Linked DNA regions of Mus musculus: regions 2 and 3 are each linked to region 1. The links are chromatin contacts, called in public promoter capture Hi-C maps. All regions are on one chromosome and are shown on one strand. The core of a region is the stretch at or near the end of the contact, and the rest is flanking DNA. Distances in the headings are between cores, read along the strand shown. Region 1 overlaps Pde2a (phosphodiesterase 2A, cGMP-stimulated). Region 2 has its middle 42 kb from the start of Fchsd2. Region 3 has its middle 25 kb from the start of Fchsd2.

Evidence for each region. Promoter capture Hi-C pulls out the DNA fragments that hold promoters and counts their contacts.
Region 2: a contact with region 1 is called in a promoter capture Hi-C map of liver, with 2.5 times the contacts expected there. The contact joins two enhancer-like sites. A contact is called at or near these places in 3 of 39 promoter capture datasets (the C10 cell line, liver and pre-B cells), 5 of 484 Hi-C or Micro-C datasets (CD8 T cells, embryonic stem cells, gonadal supporting cells and 2 more) and 1 of 115 datasets of contacts at active chromatin or transcription factors (acute myeloid leukemia).
Region 3: a promoter capture Hi-C map of liver shows a contact between it and region 1, with 2.2 times the contacts expected there. The contact joins two enhancer-like sites. A contact is called at or near these places in 4 of 39 promoter capture datasets (embryonic stem cells, liver and pre-B cells) and 3 of 115 datasets of contacts at active chromatin or transcription factors (acute myeloid leukemia, large pre-B cells and memory CD8 T cells).

Annotation. Positions count from the first base shown.
Region 1 is chr7:101,482,046-101,485,460 of GRCm38.p6, reverse strand. It overlaps Pde2a (phosphodiesterase 2A, cGMP-stimulated), which reads right to left. Exons shown (of 30, transcript NM_001143849.2): 3 at 831-919. Among named protein-coding and RNA genes, the nearest start is that of Mir139, 8.4 kb to the right of the region's middle. Within about 2 kb of position 1,625, at least 71 of the 459 cell types and tissues checked have an H3K27ac peak or open chromatin away from gene starts, as enhancers often do. A contact at or near this core is called in CD8 T cells and liver, where this site is marked.
Region 2 is chr7:101,065,250-101,068,664 of GRCm38.p6, reverse strand. No RefSeq gene overlaps it. Among named protein-coding and RNA genes, the nearest start is that of Fchsd2, 42 kb to the left of the region's middle. Within about 2 kb of position 1,889, at least 96 of the 459 cell types and tissues checked have an H3K27ac peak or open chromatin away from gene starts, as enhancers often do. A contact at or near this core is called in CD8 T cells and liver, where this site is marked.
Region 3 is chr7:101,082,101-101,085,515 of GRCm38.p6, reverse strand. No RefSeq gene overlaps it. Among named protein-coding and RNA genes, the nearest start is that of Fchsd2, 25 kb to the left of the region's middle. Within about 2 kb of position 1,520, at least 15 of the 459 cell types and tissues checked have an H3K27ac peak or open chromatin away from gene starts, as enhancers often do. A contact at or near this core is called in liver, where this site is marked.

The sequences.
Region 1 (3,415 bases), core at 376-2,875:
GAAGTGTTTTGGGCCTCACAGCTGCCTTGTGGTCTTGAACATGTCTCTCAATGTATCCTTTCCAGCTGAACTCACTGGGCTCAGAGGTACCAGGGACCATCGGGTGCTGCGCTCTGGGTTCTGATAGTCACAGCAGACCACACACAATCATTGAATCCTCCCAACATCCCCATAAACACTGCTGTCATCACCGTGTCACCAAAAAGCAAAGCGAAACGGAATCACACGACAGAGGATGCCTGATTTCCCTAGGTTACACAGCTGGTATACAGGGAGGAGGTGGGATTTGAACTTAGGTAGTAGAGATCCAGTAACTTCTAGTCTTATGTACAGGAAGTTGTCACTGTGTGTTCCTGAAGCCCAGGTACACTGAGATCCTAAGCCCAAGCCTTATAGGTAGTGCTCATGGCCCCCTGGGGTAGGAACTGAGAGATGCTGAAGCCCCCTTCTACCCACCCCCTCCACTCCACTCTGAGAAGCTGCAACAACCCAGAAGAACTCTACGGGAGCTGGACATGGTGGATCTCATCTATAATTCCAGTGCTTGGGAGACTGAAGCAGGAGGATCACTGTAAGTTCAAACTTAGCCTGGGCTATACCGTGAGACTTTGTATTAAAAGAAAAAAAAATCTATGTAAAAGACTCTATGAAGAGAGAACCCACCCCCACTCTATACATCCCCAACATAGGAGGAGATATTACTTCGCAGTAGACCCACTTGGGCAGGGAGACTGAAGTTGGGGATGGACCAGATGATATTGGAAGGTTCCTCAACCCTGAGGCCTCTTGGCAGATGCCAGGGGGCAAAGGACAGGCCAAGAAAGACTTACCGAATTTTTCCTTCCTGTGGCAGCTCATGAGGGGGGTCCTCACACACCAGTCTGGACTCCCCATCTAGCAGGTAGGTGTAGACAGTCTCCTAGAATCAAAGGTACATGTGAGACCCTGTAGAGAGACTGTCCAGCCCTAGTCTGCTCATGGCGAGGCCATGGGGGCCTGGGATACAGAGCTTGGTGGTTTGGGAAGGGGTTCTGGGCAGGCAGAGATCCAGGAATCTGTTACTCTCCTTACCGACCACCTCAATCCAAGGTGTGAGCCAATCGCACCCAAGCCTTGAACTCCAGCTCAGGCATTTGGCAAACCATACTTGGTATGGCATGCAGGCGACACTGGCTTAGGATGCACCCTCCTTCCAATACCCCGGTGATCCAAGCCAAGAAACTATAGCCAGGGCTGTCTGCCTGTATTCTGTGGGGCTCTGGAGGGCTTCCCAGAAGAAGTAGTCTTTTAGCTATGACTGGCCGCACTTGGTGTGTGGGTGAGGCTCAGAACTGACCAGTGGAGGTAGGCCAAGTGGCACAGAGAGCAAGGAGCATTTCCGAACTGACAGTGGGGTGAGGGGGTACAGGACTGTGGGTGAGGCTGGAGGGCCTTAGAAACAGCTGGGAGCAGACGCAGGGTAAGTTCACATTTTACATCAACCATTGCCCACGGTGAGTCGGAAGCACTGGCTGGAAGCTTGTCAGATTTTTGCTTCAGCAATCTTCCCTCCCTAGATCAGTCTCAATTGCAAGCCTTGTCCTGGCAGACGCTGCTGTCTCACAAAGATCTACTTCCCAACATGGGGACTCTTAGAGGTCTTGGCCAATCCCCATGACTGTTGGATGGCCACACTCTCCTCTCCCAGGAGGCTTGGGAACCCTCTCTGCTGAGGGTGGCAGGGAGGGCTTCAGGGGGAGCTGCTGAAGGCTCTTTCCCAGGAAGTGTGGGATCCTCAGCAGACCGAGAAGCCACAACCCTGCCAACTGCTTTAGTGGCCTTTGGATATTACACAGGGGATTTCCTGCCATGACCTCCCGTGACACTGAACTGGGTTCAGTTGTCCTGACGTGAGATAGGGACTACAGACCAAGGAAGATAGAAACAGCCTCTGGGAGGGCCCAGAGCCCCTTTGGCCCCCGTGAAAGGGGGCTAAGCTTGAATTGGGTTTTGTTTCAGGTTTTTTTATTTTCGTTTTTTGAGACAAGCTTTCTCATGTTGCTCAGGTTGGCCTCGGACTCACTGTGTGGCTAAAACTGGCTGAGGATTTGTGACAGTCTGCTTTGGGATCATAATCTAGAGCCACTATGCCCAGCCTCTGAGCCAAAATCTAGGAACAAAGCCACTTCGAGAGAGCTACCCCCTCCTCGTTTACCGATCAGGAGCTCTGGGGGGTTTGGGTTTTGGCTTTTTTGGGTTTTTTTTTTTCTTTGTTTTGGTTCGAGTTGGGTTTTTTTGGTTCAGACAGGTTCAGAGCCTAGCAGGGCACTCAGTGTCTAAGAGTCTGTCCTCCCCACACAGAAAGGTGGGCAGTCTTAGGGTGGCGGGGGCAGGAGCCACCCTTCACTTCCGCATGTCCGCGCCTTCCACCCTCACACTCAGCCATCCTGGTTAAATTTAGCCGAGTTTACTGGGTAGGAGGGTTGCTTTTCGTTTCGTACACATCAGCACCATCTGCACTGGGGCTGCCTGCCACAATGGGTGCTGATGAGGAAGCCAGGTGCTGCAGCCCTCCTCCTCCTCCAAGCCCCACCTCCCAGGGCCCAGTCCTCCCCACAGTCAAGAGGAGGCTCCCCAAGACCTGGGCTCCCCAGCCCATCAATGGTCTCTTGAGTAGCGTCTCACTGCCTCTTGGACCTCAGCTGTCATCTCAGCCCTGGGCTTCAGGCTGTAGTTAGCTGGGCACCAAGCCAGTCACTCACCCCCTCCCTTCAACACACAAAACACACACACACACACACACACACACACACACACACACACACACACGCCTCAAGACTTGCAGTTGCAGGGCAGGTCCACAGTCTCTGACCTGCCAGCTTCCCTCACCCTCACCATCCAGATGTTCCTCCACCCCAGGGCAGATGTTGTCTCAGTCATAACCCTCTCCCAAAGGATTTATTTTTGGGCGCCAACACACCACCCACTTCCTACCAATTTCACGCTCAATAAAGCTCAGTCATTAGCCCTCCTCCTGGGCGCTGAACTTCTAGGAGGTTTGGGGAAGTCAGGGCTGAGGACAGGGAATAGGGGTGCATACATGCCAAGCCCCATTTGTCCCTGTCATGCTGTGTGTCCTTGGTGAAATACCCTCCCTCTCTGGGCCTCTGGAGGGTCATCCATCACTCGGAGCCAGGGACAATAGGCTCTAGTGGGGTGGGAAGACTGCATCCTGAGTTGGTCATGCTTCCTGAAGCCAAAGCTGCCTCGGCTGGTGTGTGGAGCAGGGAGAGGATGTTCAAGGGGACTTAGTTTAGACATTTCCTCCTCCAGGAAGTCTTCCATGCTTCTTATATTGATACAAAACCTGTTTTTCAAAGTTCCCTGCATCCCTCCGTCTGGCACAGCTGTGGCTCTGCTGCTCTGACTCCTACGA
Region 2 (3,415 bases), core at 640-3,139, 420 kb after region 1:
ACTCTCAGCTCCTTCAGAGCCATGTCTGCCTGCACACAGCCATGCTCCTACCATGATGATAATGAACTGAACCTCTGAAACTGTAAGCTAGCCCCAATTACATGTTTTCTTTTATAAGCCTTGCCTTGGTCATGGTGTCTCTTCACAGCAATAAAACTTTAAGACAGAGTACATGATGTGAAATTCATAAAGAATCAATAAAAAGTTTTAAAAATTTAAAAAATTAAAGTAAAAAGTAAAGTCACTGGGTGTGGTGATGTAATATCTTTTATCCAAGCCATTTAAAGAACAGAGGCTGGAAGATCTCTGAGCTTGAACTACATAGCAAATTCCAGGCCATCATGGGCTCCATAGTGAGATCCTGTCTCAATCAATCAATCAATCAATCAACAACTAGTCAATCAATCAATCAGTTATAAATAGTGGTCCAGGGTAGCATGGCAGAGTCAAATATACTACTGTAAGAAAGAGGAGCCAAGAAAAAAGGGGGAATGGTTGAGAGTCCCCCAAACAGAACTAGGAGTCTGTAGCCTAGGTGAGGATCCAAATGAAGAGAAAACTGGATTCGGTACTTTTAGAAGAAAAGACTTGTCTTATGGGGGAGTTCCTGAAGAGAGACTGTGAAGGGGAAGGAACCCACAAAAACCTCTCTACTCTATGGCTTATACAAAAGCTGTGAACAGTAGCCATAGCTGTCAATCCTAGCACATGGGTGGCAGCATCAGGAAGAGTTCTGTGGGTTCAAAGCCAGTCAGTTCTAGGCCAACTAACACTCCATAGTGAGACCTGTGTCCAAAAGACCTCACTTCTGTGTGGGGAAGCATCATCTCGGTTTGCATATGTAATGATGCACTCATTGGCCCCAGCTGTTTTGGTGACACTGGTCTAGTGCAGGGGCAGTGAATAGAGCCACATCTTGACTCTTAACTCCTCCAGTGTCCTGTGTGGATGTGTAGCATCTGTGATGTGCTTCACAGGAAATCCAGCATGTGACAGTCACCAGGTAGAGAACAGTGGCCTTTATCCTTTCCATAGCTGGAGCTTGTTGAGTAAAGGTCACGTTGGTGTTCTGTGGCCCATGACCTTCAGAGCCTGTTGAGTTCCTAGGGCAGAGTGAAGGAAAGTACCCAAGGAGGGGGAAGCAGAAAGTCCTAGCACTTCGGCTGAATACCTTATATCTAGCCAGCCGAAGGCTGACTATATGCTGGGGCCCGGGAATCATGTAGGGATTTGGACAGAAACAAAGGAATCAGGGCCTGTCAAGGCTTTATCCATAGATCTGCAGCTCTGCTCCCCTCAGGATCTGCTTTGGACTAACGTTAGCATTCCACCCTGGAGCCAGGGACTGCCCACTCTAAGGCCTCTTTGTTTCTGTTGGAAGGAGGTCCTGCTACAGCCCTGATGGGTCAGTGCTGGGAAGACTCGAAATAGGGCAGAGAGTGAAGGAACTTTTAAAGTGTCTGTATTTTGCCAAGTCCTAAAATGGGCCCTGGAGTTCAAGATGACTCAACCCCTGCCCCTAGGGACACTTGTGTGCTGATGAGTGTATAGACTTCTGTGGGCAACTGGGCTTGGCTTGAAGGTGATCAGAGGAACCCCTACTCTAGGGGGCTGCCTAGCTACACCTACTTAGACCTTTTCTTATTTCCTGATGGATGGGGCAGCTTTGAGTTCTGTGTCTGGCTGAGTCTCCAGGAGGAGACTAAAGTCCAGATGGGGCAGGCCCTGATGGAGGTCCAGCAGGGTAAACCAGGTTTCCCACTTGAGCAGCCCTCTCTCTGATTGAAGGCAGCAGCTGGCCAAGTTTTGTAACGTTGCTTTCAGGAGCCTGCTTACTAGTCTGTCACTGCCTCCAGGTAGCTGCTTGTGTGTACACGTGGGTATGACAGTGTGACTCTACCCTTTGCCTATTGGGCAAGACCAGACCAACCCAGCAGGGCCACCTTCTTCCTCTTATTCCAGAGCTCAGAATGCTTTAGTTCTCTGGATACATCTCCAAGGACAAGCAACATGCTAAATTTCTCTGTTCCTGTTCTCCAATCTGCACTGTGTGTTTCTACAGAGCTTCTTTAAAAGGGGTTTCTCAGAGGCAGGGGAATGAGAACATGTGCCCACAGTACTCACCACTGCTCAGGGAACTCCTCTGACAAGTGTTGTTTGTAGGGGGCAAGGTGAAACAGGATCTCACTATGTAGTTCTGGCTATCCTGGAACTCACATAAGAGCCACGCTGGATCTCTCCCCACTCCCCATGTGCTGGGATAGGCATGTCCCCAAGTATCCAATGTATTAAGTGAAGTGAATGGGCTCCTGGAGGAGAAAACCCTAAGACTTCTAAGGAGAAGCTTCTAGAGAGACTCTAAGATACTCAGTGCTAAGAAGAGCAACCGGGGAACAGTCTCAAGCCTCTTTGGTCTTGGATAAGGCGAGGAAGTAGAGACTGTGAGGGCGAAGTCCAGAAGTTCTGACAGGGAGAGGGCGAGAGCTGAGACAGTTGATATGAGCAAGCAGACAGGTAGCCCAGACTCAGGAGCTCTACCTGGGAATATGACACTGTAGGAACCTTGGACCCAGATCATCGTAGCTAAAGGGGCTTCAGAGCCTGCTGCAGTTTCAGGGATGGGAAGATTGAAGTCTAAAGGGAGAGGGGCATGTCTTAGGCCATCTGGTGCATCAATAGCAGGGTCCAGCTTCAAGCTGGGGGCCTGTCTCTCAAGATAGACCATTTCCTGCCACACTCAAGCTTTGTTTATTTATTTATTTATGCTTACTTTCTATCACTGTGATAAACAGAATGACCAAAGCCAAGTTGGGCAGGAAAGGCTTATTCCAGCTTACAGTCTTTAGTCTGTCCTGAGGGCAAGTCAGGGCAGGAATACAAGGAACCTGGAGGCAGGAACTGAAGCAGAGGCCATGGAGGACCGTTGCTGTCGTTTGTTCCCCACAGCTTGCTCTGCCTGCTTTCTTTTTGTAGTTGTTGTTTTTTTCTGAGACATGGTCCCTCTATGTAGCTCTGGCTGTCCTGGAACTCACACACATCCCTGTGCCTCACCTTCTGAGTACTGAGATTAAAGGCATGTGCTACCAAACTAGGTGTCCATCTGCTTTCGTAGGCTACCTGCACCCACTGGTCAGGTGTGGCATGGCCACAGTGGACTAGGTCCTCCCACATCAATCATTAATCTAGAAAATGCCCTACAGAGCTGCTTAGAGGTCCCTCGCTCTCAGAAAACTCTAGCTTGTGCCATGGTGACACACAAACAGACCAGGACCATCCGGCCCCTCTGCCTTATATTTCAAATAACAAACTGAATTGCAGAAAGAAGCAGGTCTCTCCAGATGACTCAGTGAGAGCCACAAAACCAGCCACCAGATCCAAGTGTCCTGACCCCTCAGCCCAGGGCTGCTCCCTTCCC
Region 3 (3,415 bases), core at 271-2,770, 400 kb after region 1:
TACTTTCCACACTGTCTTATCTTATAGCCATAGATCAAAAGTGAACCCTCTGTCCACAGAAGCTGATATAACTGAAAAGAGGCTCCCCCTGCCCACCCCAGCAGGCTGCAAATCTCTGCAAAAAAGTATCTCGGTATTTTGTGAGCATGTGGTAAAATAAAATTGATAATTTTAAATACAGAATGTATGGCCATTGAGTATATTGACAATGTTATATAACTGTCACCATGATCCATTTCTAAACAGAGACTCTGTGTAATCATTAACTAGGAACTCCCTGTCTCCTTTCCTAGTCCCTGATATCCTCTTATTGCACTTTTTATCTTGATAATTTGCCTGCTGCAAGTACCTCATTGTCGAAGATGGAAATCAACATTTAATTTAAAGATCCTATTAAGACATGCCTATAATCCCAGTACTTATAAAGCGGAAACAAGAAGATTGCTGTGAGTTCAAGGCCAGTCTAAGCTACAGAATAAGATTCCAGGCCAGCCTGGCTACAGTATGAGACCTTGTCTAATAAATAAGTAAATGAGTGACTCATAGAGCCGGCCTGTAATCCTGGCTACTCTAGAAATGGAAGCAAGATGATCACAAGCTTATGATCTTCCTGAGCTTGGAGTTCATTAAAAAACAACTAACTTAGGTAACTTGGGTAACTTAATGAGACTCTTCTCAAAAAAAAAAAAAAAAAGTAGGAATAAGACTAAGTTGTAGCATAATGGTGGAACACTTCCCTAGAAAATGCAGACACTCCAGCTGAAGCCTAATAAGGCCAAATAATCCCCATAGAGAGGCAATGGTGACTCAGACCAAGAGACCCGGCACTCTCGAGGTAGAAGCAAGGGGATCGGGAGTTTGAGGCCAACCTGGGTTACATGAACTAATTAATTAGTTGAAAATACAAATACTAGTTGATTCTTGTTGAGTCCAGAATCAGGCAGCACTTTCTGAAACGCTCCAATGAGTCAAGCAGATGAGGTTGGTTTTATAGACAGAAAAAGGTTGAATGGAGGCAAAACCAAGAAGAGGCTGCTAACTTTCCTTGCAGAAGTTGTTTACCAACTGTTTAGTTCAGGTTCCTTATTTGTTGTCTAAACAGAAGGTCACATAAACAGCTTAGTTTTAGACTAAGACTTTTGAATAAGTGGATCCATACCATAGTCTCTTGGGGCCTAGCACAGAAACTTAGTTTTAAACAATGTTTCCCTGTAATTTTTTTTTTTTATTTATCATCATATAAATGGGATCATAGCATATTTTCCTTTTGTGCCTAGTTTGTTTCACTTACTGTAAGGTTTTCAAAGGGCTTTTATGCTATAGCACTGATCAGAAATTAATCCCTTGACATTGTGTGTGTGTGTGTGTGTGTGTGTGTGTGTGTGTGTGTGTGTGTGTGTGTGATATGGGTGGAGGTCAGAGCACAACTTGCAGAAGTTGGCTCTCTCCTTCCACTGTGTGAGTTCTAGGGACTGAACTCAGATTGTCTGGTTTGTGAGGCAAGAGCCTTTACCCGCTGAGCCGTCCTGCCAGCCGTCTCACCCATTGTTAATGATTAGAAAGCCCTCTGCTCTTGGGCTGTATATTATATGGCTTATTTTCTCATCTGCTGATAGCTGGTGGCAAGGACTTACACCTTTCAGCTACTGAGTGACGATACTACAAATGGTGTGCCCGTGTCCTTTTGAGTCCCTAGTTCTTCTGGCTTTATCCCTAGATGCTGTGGACGATGTGCAGCTGTCTGAGGAGCCACGGGACAGCTTTGCACAGTGGCTGCCCCAGCTTCCACTTCCCACCCACGGTATAGGGTCTAATTTCTCAATTCTCTTGGCAATACTTGTTGTTTCACTTCAAAAGACAAAAAAAAAAAAGTTATCCTCATGGGTGGGAAGCAGTTTTTCATTGTGTTTAGCCTCGTGTGTTTCAGGGTTTTGTTTTGTTTTCTGTATTGGTGGGGTGGGGCAGGGTGCAGTACCTGCTGTGGAGTACCATGGCAAAAGCATAGAGCTCAGAAGACAGTTTGAGGCAGCTAGTTCTCTACCGTAGCTCAGGCTGGCCTAAAACTTGTTTGAATCCTCCTGCCTTGGCCTGCCCAGCCCTGAAATAACAGATGTCCTGATCTGTGTTTTGACTTGCTTTTAAATATATTTTGCTAGCACCCAGATCTTTTTATCAGAGGCAGTGTTACCCAAAGTGTCCTGCTGACTACAGGCAAAGGGACTTGGGGAGGGGCCCAGAGGCTGAGGTGTGCGTGTGGGACTAGCATGTATATGTAAGGACGCTCGATAGGTCTCCCTTTCCCTGTCTCACACAGAAGTTTCCCAGACCCCTCTGAGGCAATTTGGCACAAGGTAGAAACCCCTCAAGTGTTTTCTGAAGCCCCTTCTTTTCTGGAGAATTAACCTGGAGGGGGGCAACCATAACAGTGGCAAAAAGTTTCTTGTCCTTTGTCCTTGGGGACACAAGTCACCTTGGAGGAGGCCATATCTGCTTGGCAGTCACTTGAGATTATCAAGTGTAAACAGGCCCTGAGAGAACAAAACAGAGCACGATGGGCCTGGCAAAGGCTGCCTCTCCACCATCCGATGGAGCCCTGAAACAACAGAGGAAGGTTAGTGCTATGGCTGCAGGAAATGTAGAAGCTTCTGCTTATGAGAAAGGCCCAGCTGCATCCCCAGGAGCCTCCAAGTTATTGGACTCCATCGGAAGATGACATCTTCCTAAATGGTCATCAAGAAAGAGTCCCTGGGGGTTGGAGAGATGCCTCAGCCATTAAAAGCACTTGCTGCTCTCTCAGAGGACCCAGGTTTGGTTCCCAGCATCCACGTTGTGGTTCGAAACCATTCCTAACTCCAATGCCAGGAAATCCAATGACCTCTTCTGGCTTCCATGGGCACTAGGCATGTACATGATGTACTTACATACATGCAGACAAAACACATGAAATAGAATAAATAAATCTAAAAGAAGAAGGACAAAAAGAAAAAACTCGTCCCTGGTTACCAAGAAGAACTCCAAGGTAGGAATGCATTTTAGACTGAACAATAGATTGAAGACTCAAAGCCCGCAGGGTAGTGGAGGATCACACCTTTAATCTCAGTGCTTGGGAGGCAGAGGCAGGCAGATCTCTGAGTTTGAGATCAGCCTGTTCTCCAGAGTGAGAACCATTACAACCAGGGCTACACAGAGAACTCCTATCTTGAAAACAAAACAAACAAAAAGCAAAAAACAAACAAAACAAAACAAGTTCCTAGAGCCCATGAAAGTGAGTGAGTGGTCTGTGAAGACACTTGTCTACTGATCCCTTCACTCAGGAATACTGGGCAAGAGAATCCCACCAATTCAAGACCAGCTTAGTCCACAATATTTAGTTCCATGCCAGCAAGGCTACATGGTGAATCTGTCTCAAAGAAGA